Linked DNA regions of Mus musculus: region 1 is linked to region 2. A link is a contact called in public Hi-C data. All regions are on one chromosome and are shown on one strand. The core of a region is the stretch at or near the end of the contact, and the rest is flanking DNA. Distances in the headings are between cores, read along the strand shown.

What was found. A called contact is a pair of places that touch in the nucleus more often than the background predicts.
Region 1: a contact with region 2 is called in a Hi-C map of cerebral cortex, with 4 times the contacts expected there. The contact joins two enhancer-like sites. A contact is called at or near these places in 1 of 15 datasets of contacts at CTCF or cohesin (stem cell-derived epiblast-like cells), 7 of 484 Hi-C or Micro-C datasets (cerebellum, cerebral cortex, embryonic stem cells and 4 more), 2 of 115 datasets of contacts at active chromatin or transcription factors (astrocytes and fibro-adipogenic progenitors) and 2 of 9 other capture datasets (embryonic stem cells and pancreatic islet).

The regions. Positions count from the first base shown.
Region 1 is chr7:132,206,257-132,211,388 of GRCm38.p6, reverse strand. No RefSeq gene overlaps it. Among named protein-coding and RNA genes, the nearest start is that of Cpxm2, 54 kb to the right of the region's middle. Within about 2 kb of position 2,273, at least 11 of the 459 cell types and tissues checked have an H3K27ac peak or open chromatin away from gene starts, as enhancers often do. A contact at or near this core is called in cerebral cortex, where this site is marked.
Region 2 is chr7:132,030,528-132,035,550 of GRCm38.p6, reverse strand. It overlaps a transcript of Cpxm2 not described here. Among named protein-coding and RNA genes, the nearest start is that of Gpr26, 67 kb to the right of the region's middle. Within about 2 kb of position 3,575, at least 18 of the 459 cell types and tissues checked have an H3K27ac peak or open chromatin away from gene starts, as enhancers often do. A contact at or near this core is called in cerebral cortex, where this site is marked.

The sequences.
Region 1 (5,132 bases), core at 1,024-3,523, 180 kb before region 2:
AACACGGGGACTCTAGGAGCTCATGAGTAGACGGAAACCTGTTTCCCATCTGTAAAGAAGCAGAGCAGGTGAAGTGGAGTTTGGGGAAGCGGCGCGTGCTCACGGGCAGCTGAGGGTTGGGTGTTGTGGGCCTGGCACGTGGCACAGGGGCAGTAGAAGGGTTGAACAGAGAGATATTGTGTTTTTCTGGGAGCAGTGGGCATATTCTCGAGTGGAGCAGTGGGCATATTCTCGAGTGGAGAGCGGGGGAGGGGGGTGATGGAGTTAGGCCTAACTCACTCCCTCTCTCTTGGGAACCAGCTGGGAGAGTCGACAGGAATCTTCTGTAGCTTGCGCCTTCTTTGGATGCTCCTCCTGTCCGGTTGGTTTGACAGAGTGGGGACTAAATGGATCCTAACACTAAGACTTGGTACTGTCAGCCATGGTCAGCCTGGACCACGCTCCTTGTGGGGAGAGTTGCCTCCAGGTCTAGATAGATGGTCAGGAGCCCCTTGCACAGGTGTGAGCCACACAGGCTACTCAGAGCAGCTAAGGTGACTCTGGATCCCAGGCTTGGAGTCCTGTTTCCATGGAAACCAGCTCTTGCTGATGCCCCTCTCTTCCCAGGCTTCCCTGGGGCTGCTGGGTTCAGGCTCCAGGTGCCAAGTAACCGAGGATTCCTCCCAAACTCAGTTTCCAGAGCATTGCAGGGCTGGTTGGGAGAAGAGTGCAATTTTCTAAGCAGAATTTTCCAGATTAGGTAAGATGGGGGGCGGGGCCCGGGCACTTTCGATGTGACTATAGAATAGAGACCTAGTATCACGCTGAGGCTGGTTGGTAAAACTGAGGATTTGGGTCAGGTGTAGCTTCCCAGGCCCTTGCTGAAGGGAAGTGTAGGCCAAATGTCACCGTGCAGACCACATTCCCGTTCCCGCACTTCTGTTTCAATCAGAGTGAAGGGCAGGATCCCCACATTAGTAAGCAGCTGGCCTCCCTTAAATAGCTATGGTCCAGGCGGGTGTGATTTGCCACAGTCTACAGAAAGAGCCCTGAATTGGGAGGCCTAGGACTCATCAGTCTCCAAGCAGGGCAGGCAGCCGCAGCTTGGACCCCAACTGCAGCCCCTCTCCTCAAGGCTGCTTCTCTGCCCTGAGTCACTAAGAGTAGTAACAAGACTCCAGGTACAGACTCCCACGGGGGCCATGCTTTCCTTTCTGGTCCCATGTCAACCTCACTACTCAGCAGAACTGACCTCTGGGGATGGGGAGGGAGGGAGGGAAGGGAGGGAGGGAGAGAGAGAGAGAGAGAGAGAGAGAGAGAGAGAGAGAGAGAGACCCACCACCACCACCACCACCATAGTTTCTTTCCATGTTTAGAGTAAATTGTAGACATGACCTAAGGAGCCAAGCATCCAGGTGGGCAGGTACCTGGAACCCTGGGGTTTCACACGCATCATGCAGCCCTCCCTCACCTGGGAACCCTAGAAGCCAAGATCATGGACTCCTGACTCTAAGATTAATGTTAATTGGAAGTGACACCTTTTTCTAGCTACCAATAAATCCTGGTTCGCGCAGGCAGGGAACCCATAAGGCCAAATCTTGGACAGTTCTGGACAGGGCCAACCGGTTGGCCAACCCTCTTACACTCGCTTGAGGTGGAGGTTTGAGGAAGGAAGGCACTGCCTAGCCGCCTCTGTCTGTGCCTGTGTACTAAGAAAAGCAGCATAAGCTTTCAAGAATAGTGACTCTGGAGGAGAGGGAGGGTGGCTGGTCCCTACTTGTTCTCCATCGGCTGTGACTACTACAGCTTACAGATCACTGCGATCCAGCCCCTGAGGTAGCCAGGGCTGCTGAGACTGAATGGTGGGCAGCAGTGGGAAGGGGAGTTTTCAAAAGGAGCAGAATTTCACACTGAATCTTAATCCGCTTCACACAGAGACTCATAAAATCCCGATATAGCCCCAGACTGTCATGTTTATAGACAGCATCAGCCAGCATGGCAGAGGCAGTGGCTTGGAGGGAGACCAGAACTTGCAGAATAAATGCATCAGGGTGAGATGTGCATTAAAATAATAGAGCAGCTTCCCCCAGCTGGGAGAGGCGGAGCAGTGGATGCTCTCACCTGGCTCCTATAAGCCAACCTGCATGTGGGCTGAGTTGCAGGGAAGGCAGCGGCAACACTGCTTTACCCTATGTCAGCCCCAGCCCTGAACTGGACATGTCTGGAAGGCATAAAGCTGATGTGTCTATGATAGTGAGCAGTGTAGGTGTTAGCTGCCAATCAATGGATGCAAGTGGGTGGATTCAGAAATGCCTGGAAGTGGTTGAGAAACAAGTGGGGTTGAGCGCGTTATGGAAGCTCAGGGGACAGGGAGGTTCCTGAGAATGTTCTGGGGGGCACTCTGACACGGTGGGGGAGCTCTAAAGCATAGGGGCATTCTGGGCATGTGCAAAAGCTGTACATGTGGGGTGGGGGAGAGTCATGGAAGGCAGGGGAAGAAACAAGAAAGAGAGGTGAGGGGTCATCAGAGGGAAGAAATACAGGTTAATGTTTCAGGCATGCAGTCAGAGGAGAGGAATACGCCCATACACCCAGAATCCTCCGGAGTCCCCGGGAGCACACCCAGGTCTTTGACATCCTTCACAGAAAATAACTTTAGGAGGAGTCCAAGTTGAGCAGAGTGAGTTTATTGATCAAGCAGGAAGACAAGATACACTTAAAGAAGTCAAGTGCCCGGGTTAGGGGAGGCACACATGCAAGCACCCCAGCAGTCCCTGTACACATGATCTGGGGGCTTTGAAACTCCTTGGTCTGCCTCCGAGCTTAGCTATTAGGGAAAGGATGCGTTGTACATTTCTTTTATTCTCCTAAGCAGGATTTTGTCCTTGAGGAGGAATGACTTTGGGGGACACTGTGAAGATGTAGGGTGAAGCAGGAGAGCTAGCAAACCCCTCCCCCCAAAAAACCATGGTCAGGGGTATCTGTAGTTATACATAAGTCACAAGGAGGGTGGACCTAAGGATGGCCTGTAGGCTGTTCTTAACGGTGTCCTTTATAGTAGTTCTTGGAAAGAGAATGCAGTGCCTTTGCAGGCTGTCTGGTCAGTTACCACAAAAACTAGATGTCAGCCAGCTGAGGATGGAAATCAAGTCAGAAGAATGAGGGAGGCCCTTCACCCTTTCACATTCCCTCTATTTCCTAACTACCTCAAGCCGGACATCCCCTGGTCTTGGTTGGGGTGACGAGAAGAATAGCCGAGCCCATGCCACAGCTTTGTCACCAAGAGAAATGACTCTTGTAGTCTAGATACTACATAGAAGAATGAGCTTGGGTATCAGAGCAAAAAAAAAAAAAAAAAAAAAACAGCACTGCTGGCATCAAAGGCTGGGGTGAGATGGGGGTTCACTGTCCAAGCAGCAGGCATTGGGCCTGCAAATCTCATCCCTCTTCTTGTGCCCCTCCAACATGTAGGGCATTGACTTGCTTGTAAGTTAACATAATGGTATCTCAGAAAAATTTTTTCTCATTATGCACTTTAGAGAAGTAATTTCTAAACATTGGTCTGTGTGGAAAACATGAGGAATGAGTCAAGCATTCCCTGGTCTGAGGTTAAATGTGGAACATAAAGGAAATGTAATGAGTTTTTCATAAGCTAAGTTTATTCAACTTAGAGGAATATGCTTTCTACTGAGATGACGCTAAGATGGTATTTTTACGGCTCTGCTGGCTTTGGCTAATGCAATCTGGGTCCCCAAAGTAACTTAAACTTAGAATCTCTGCTTTCTGAGATCCAAAAGGCCAAGGAGACCACTGTTTACATCACCGCTGAGTTCTCCGACTGGAATATATGCTGTTAACACGGGGAATGTTGTTGGTAATAGTGGAGACTCAACCTGAGCAGTTTTGCCCTTGGGAAGACAGGAAAGGCTCGACAGCAAGAAACCAAGACTCAACTGGACCCCTTCCTTGGAAGACAAAAAGATCAGGAGAGCTCATAGCCTTCCCTTCTGCGTCCTTGACTTCGGTGGCGGGCAGCAGGTTTGATGATGCTGTGAGGTGGAAAGCTGTACAGTCCATGTGAAGGCTTTGGGGCACAGAGACAGTCCTTCCTCCTAAATATAACGGAGATCAGAAAATAGCCCACGACACTGATGGCAGACCCCTCTGCCACTCTGCAGTCACCTCTCTCTGACTGTTCTCCAGCCACGCTCTTCTCCTTGGGTCAACAAGTACAAAGGCCAACTCAGAGCTTGGGCCTGCAGGCAGGAAAGGTACTATTCTCTGGATCTTCCATTGTTCTTTGGAGAGATCCTTGGAACCAATGACAGGTTAGCAAGAGAGAAGCAAGCAGGAGTTTAAAAACATGTGTATCTGATTCACAAATGGGAAATGCCCGGAGAGAGTTGCAAGTCTCAAAGAGGCAGCTAAGAGTTCTGACGTAGATGCTATTGTCCCTTGAAAAAAGTTAGAAGGGTCTGGGGCAGGAACCCGGAAAGGATACCATAGACAAGCCTGCTGAGACGTAGGCCTCCTTTCTCCCAAGCACAGGGTTTTCTGGAGGGAATTTCTCTAACCGGAGAGCGAATTCTACACTGTTTTCAGGAAGTCTTAAAATAATCAACTCAAAAGAATCCTTTTGCCAAAGAGGCATACTCTGAGGTGGCGATTTCTTAGCTACTGTGTGCTTTTCCCCTTAGTTGGTGAACCAGTTCCTAGAGCTTTGAAAGTTCCTTGTCCAAATGGCTTTGGAGTCTGGTTTCTCCAGAGAAACACAACCAGTAAAGGCTTATATTGGTTCCCTGTATTCTCTGTTTAATTGCTGATACACACATATGAAATATTTAATGGCTCATATATGTAAACATGTATATATTCATGGAGAGAGGTTTCTATTAGAGAAAAAGATTCATATGTAGAGAAAGAGATTTACTATAAGGAAGTGGTCCGTGTGGTTATGGAGGTGAAACCTAGATCTGCACCCAACAAACTATGCCCTAGGATGGGGTCCTGGACTGAGTTAAAAGGGAGAAAGGAGAAGCCAGCTGCGCTGCAGACACCATACGCCTCATTCTCTTGCCCTCCTACTGGGGTAGACATTCACCATGATCCAAAGCAAACTCTTCCTTCCTCTCTTCCTGAAGTTGCTTTGGTCA
Region 2 (5,023 bases), core at 2,326-4,825:
CAGTCATGTCCAGCAATTTGTTTCCTAGGTGGTTCTAAATATTTGCATATTTAATTTTAAAAATGTGTTCCCCCCCCTCTCTCTCTGTGTGTTGTGTGTGTGTATATGTGTAGGTTCATGCATGTTACAGTGTGTGTGGAGGTCAGAGGACAAGGGACCTTTCCACTTCTTGTTTTGAAACAGTGTCTCTCTGTCTTAGTCAGGGTTTTACTGATGTGAACAGACACCATGACCAAGGCAAGTCTTATAAAAACAACATTTAATTGGGGCTGGCTTACAGGTTCAGAGGTTCAGTCCATTATCATCAAGGTGGGAGCATGGCAGTATCCAGGCAGGCATGGTGCAGGAGGAGCTGAGAGTTCTACATCTTCATCCAAAGGCTGCTAGTGGAAGACTGACTTCCAGGCAACTAGGGTGAGGATCTTATGCCCACACCCACAGTGACACACCCATTCCAACCAGGTCACACCTATTCCAAGAAGGCCACACCTCCAGATGGTGCCACTCCCTGGTCCAAGGATATACAAACCATCACACTCTCCTTTTTGTTTCCGGGCACATCAGGTTAGCTATTGTGTTACACTAGCTTCTGAGGACTTACCTGTCTCTGCCTCCCAGTGCACTACAGGAGTGCTGAGATCACAGGTGCATGTCATCACTTCCCGCTTCTTGTCCTCTCACTTGTAAAAGTCCTTCACCCAGTGAGCCATCTACTCAGCTGCCTCCCAGGTGACTCTCTAGCTCTCAAGCTAACAATGGGGGTTATCATCACACACTAGCAAATTAACTGAACCCAGGAAGAGAGTCTCGGAACTCGACTTCTGAGTTGTAGTCAAGTTGAACAAATATTGTGCATAACCTTTGACTTGGGATTAGAGTCTGAACTGGGCAGGGCTAAGCCCTTACCCACTGGGATCTGACCTTGTCTTCAGGCAGATGGCATAGGTGTTGAGTTAAATTATAGGATGTTGTATTAGGGTTCTCTAAAGGAACAGACCTGATGCCAAAAGGGAATTTATTAGACTCACTTATAGAGTATATATGTGTTATGTATATGTATTTAATTTATAGTAGTCCAATATCTGTCTCTCACAATGGGGAGCCAAGGCTCCAGTAGTTGTTCAACCTGAGACTGGCTGACTATGCAATCCCCTCTGGTGCTGGAGTATGGGAGGACTCCTACAGAGTTGCTGGGGTTTAGTTTATATTGGAATCCCCCAGCAACAGTGCAGACAAACTTGCCGGTGAAAGTGAAGGCAAGCAGGCAAAAGGCAGTTCCCTTTTTCCATGCCTTTGTGTGGGCAGCCACTGGGAGGCATGGTCTAGATTTACTGTGGGTCTTCTCATCTTAAATAATTGGATTAAGGAAATCCCTCACAGGCATGGCCAACAGTTTGGATTTTAGCTGATTCCAGATGTAGTCAGGTCCACAACCAAGATTAGCCATCACAGATGCCCAACGATCATCATGGAATTACTTTTCGTGTGTGTGGGTGGGGGAAGCTAGTTCCCACACATCTGGAGGCTGGAGGAAATGGTTCAGTGGTTAAGAGACCTTAGCCTGAGCTGCTCTTCCAGAGGATCCAAGCTTGGATCCCAGAACCCAAATCAGATAGCTCACCACTGCCTGTAGATCCAGTTTTAGGACACCTTCTTCTGATTTTCACAGGCACCTGCACACATCTGGCGTACATTCTGTCTGTCTGTCTGTCTGTCTGTTTGTCTCTGTCTGTCTCTCTCTTTTACACACACACACACACACACACACACACACACACGTTTTAAAAAATCAAAAAAACCCTCTGGGTCTGAAGAGCTGGCTCAGTGGTTAAGAGCATGCTGCTCTTTTGGGCAGCACTAGAATCTGATTCTCAATGCTCACATCAGGCTGCTCACAGCCACTTGTATCCTCAGCCCCAGAGAGAACTGTCACCTCTGGCCTCTGTGGGCACTGCACTCATATACAAATACCCTCACACAGAATACAGTTTTTAGAAATTCCCATACATCTGGCCACAGAAACGTTCTGAGTGTTGAGAGGAGGTAGGAAAAGCCTATTAATTTGGTTATTTATTTTCTCTGCACCAAATATGGACAGAAAAATGGCTGCACTTCCCAACTGTCCTTGTGAGTACTGGTGGTGTCATGTTTAATCTTTGTACAAGGAACTATGAGTGACAGTCCTGGGAAGGCTCTTGAAGGAGTGTCTCCTTTGTTTTCTCCTTTCTCCTGACAATGTGGAACAGGGGCACAGAGCCGGTGCTCCTGCAGCTGCCTTTGATGACTAATTTAGAGGGGAACCAAGCCTTAAGGATGGCAGAGCCTGGAGCCACCAGAATGCTGCCACAGCAGTCCCTTAGATGCCTGCCTCTGGACATGTCAACCATCTTGGCTTCAGGTGCCAAGGGTTTAATGTGACATGTTGTAGAACATATAACGTCACATGCTTCAGAGCATGTTTGTCCCAGTGACAGGGCTGCAAAGGCCAGCATAGCCAATGCTAAGCAGCATTGAACCCAGTAACAGGTTAGCCCATTTTCTAATTGTATCCTCCCCAGGGAATTGAAACCTGAAGCCACAAAGCTGGGCTGTGACTGACGCTTCATGTTTACTGGGTTATTCACAACTGGGGTTTTTATATTCTGTCTCAAGTGAAGGCCCTTTGCCCAAACTCTTTGTCTCCTGTTCCTAGGCTGACGATGCTCACAGTGTAGTGGCCACTGTTAAGTAGCCTGAAGAAAGCATTCAGTGTTCCAGCACGCTGCCATCACTACTGCATTGCACACCTCAGGCTATGGAACCAGAATCTCTCTCACTGGCCTGCACAACTCTGTATTTCTAGAGAATAAAGAGCTTCATGAATAGCTTCTGAAAACTGCTTATCCTTTCTAGTTGCTCAACCGACAAAGAACTTTGCAGAATACTTCCTTAAATTTGGAACCAATCAGAGAGTAGTCAGATATTCTCTAAGGATGCTCTCCTCAGCTCTCTGCACCTTCCCATACCTGGGCACCTGCAGTCTGCTCTGTGACCCAGCTGCCCATCCTCTTTTTCTGCCTTTCAGAATTCTCCAGAACAGATGGGATGGTGGGTGGCCCCCTTGCTCGAACGAACCCTGGTGAGTAGCTCACTCTCGTGCGGCTGGAGATAGATTTGAGTCTACCGTCTGTCTCTCCCCACTCATGGCCAGCTGTGAGCAAGCCTGCAGCCAGGAGGGACCTTTCTGCTTTGGTAAACTCATCTCCATTTATTGTAGGCCTGCTGGGTAAATGCATTCATTACATTTACCCAGCACTTTGCCCACCATCATCTGATTTGTCCCTCTCCACAATTCCTCCTCTCCTGCTGTGCAAATGAGTAGATGGTTGGAGATGGGAGTGGCCAATTTACTGCCCTACCAGTAAGGGCTGCACAGGAGGGGCTGTGCCAGCTTTTACCCTGCCCCAATCCCTTCTGATGTAGAACAGACAAACAAACCGCATTAGCTCAACTCTGCCACCTGACTATGTTTGCTTAGGGTTCACAGCTCCAGATAACAGCATATGGTTTCTTCTATACAGAGTTGGTTTCCCTCCAGGTATCTCAGCTCTCTGTCTTCCTCCCCCATGCAGCAGAGGCTTGGATTTCAGAGCCCCAGTCTGAAGAGAGAATATCTTGTGTATTGTATGGATGCATCACCTGTCAATTAAAAAGCCTATGGCTTATGGATTAGTAGGGAATAGAGGTGAGACATCTGGGAGGCAGAGAGGATTCTGAGAGAGAGTCAGGTGGGAAGATCCACCGGGAAAATGTGCCCAGACAGATGGACACATGGTAGCTGAGCACAAGTAGCCAGCCACATGGCAGAATGTAGGCAAGAATAAATGGGATATTTTACTTTGCATCTAGTCAGAGAAGAACCTAGCTCTATAGCCAAGGTATTTGTAAATATATTTTTGAGTCTGAGTCTTATTTCTGGGAGCATGGGGCTGGGAGGAAGAACAAGGGCCCAACTTCAACAACTGTCTATTTCAGGCTGTGCCTGGTGAAAGCAAGCCCTGTGCTGCTGATGCAGTCGGGAACCTGCAAAAGCAAATCAGGATGTTGTTATTCTTCACGGTTGCAGGGGGGGGGGGCCCGCAATGCCTGAGGCCCATCCTGCTGCTGCCCAGACCCTCTGTAGAGACCGAATGAGGCTCTACCAAACACGAATGGTATGAAATGTGAGTGAATGGCATGAAATGTGAGTGCAGGCCTTTTTAGAAAAGCTGAGTCAAAGAAATGTCTGGTGCAAGCCACACCTTTCCCCATGTCAATGTTAGGAATTTCAGAAGTTCTCACTGTCCTGTAAGAGTCTGAGAACAGGCACACCCAACCTTAGGTTCCTGAGTCATTGCATAAGACAGAAACAGGAGCCCATGGTCACTGGGGATTCTGGCCTCTCATGTACCTCAGCCTCGGGAGGCAGTGAGTGAGCTAGGCAGGAGAAATAGAGGAAGACCTTCGACTGGAAAAGCCAATACTTCTCTTATGGCTGGGACACTTTAGAGCTGGGGGATTTTGCATAGAAAAGGACCCCAACTATTCAATAAACATGGAAGGTCCTGGAACCTTCTTCCAGGAAGGGAATCTGGTGGCCTGAGCCAAGCATGTTACACAATACTTAAAACTCTTGGGGGTTTTTTTTTGGTGAAATGATTTTTTTTTTGGTGGAGGGGGAAAAAAACAAGCTAAGGGTTTGCTGTGGTCACACTAGTAGCTCTGAGGCTTTCATGAGGGAAAGTCCCCTGGCCTTCTGATGGGAAGACAGTAAAATGGGGAGTCTGAGAAACTAGTGTTTAGGGAAAGGACAGATACCTGGTAAACTTTCCAGGTGGGATTCAGAGGAGACCACTGTACTTAGTGAACTATTTGGTTTAATAAGGTGCCTTGGTTTAGGGTTTCCCAGATGTTGGGTCTCAATAAGAACTGGGGTGCTGGGAGCTTATTTGACAGGACACTGATTTGGGATTGGAGGAAGGAGGAACAGTGGTGGGTGGAGGAG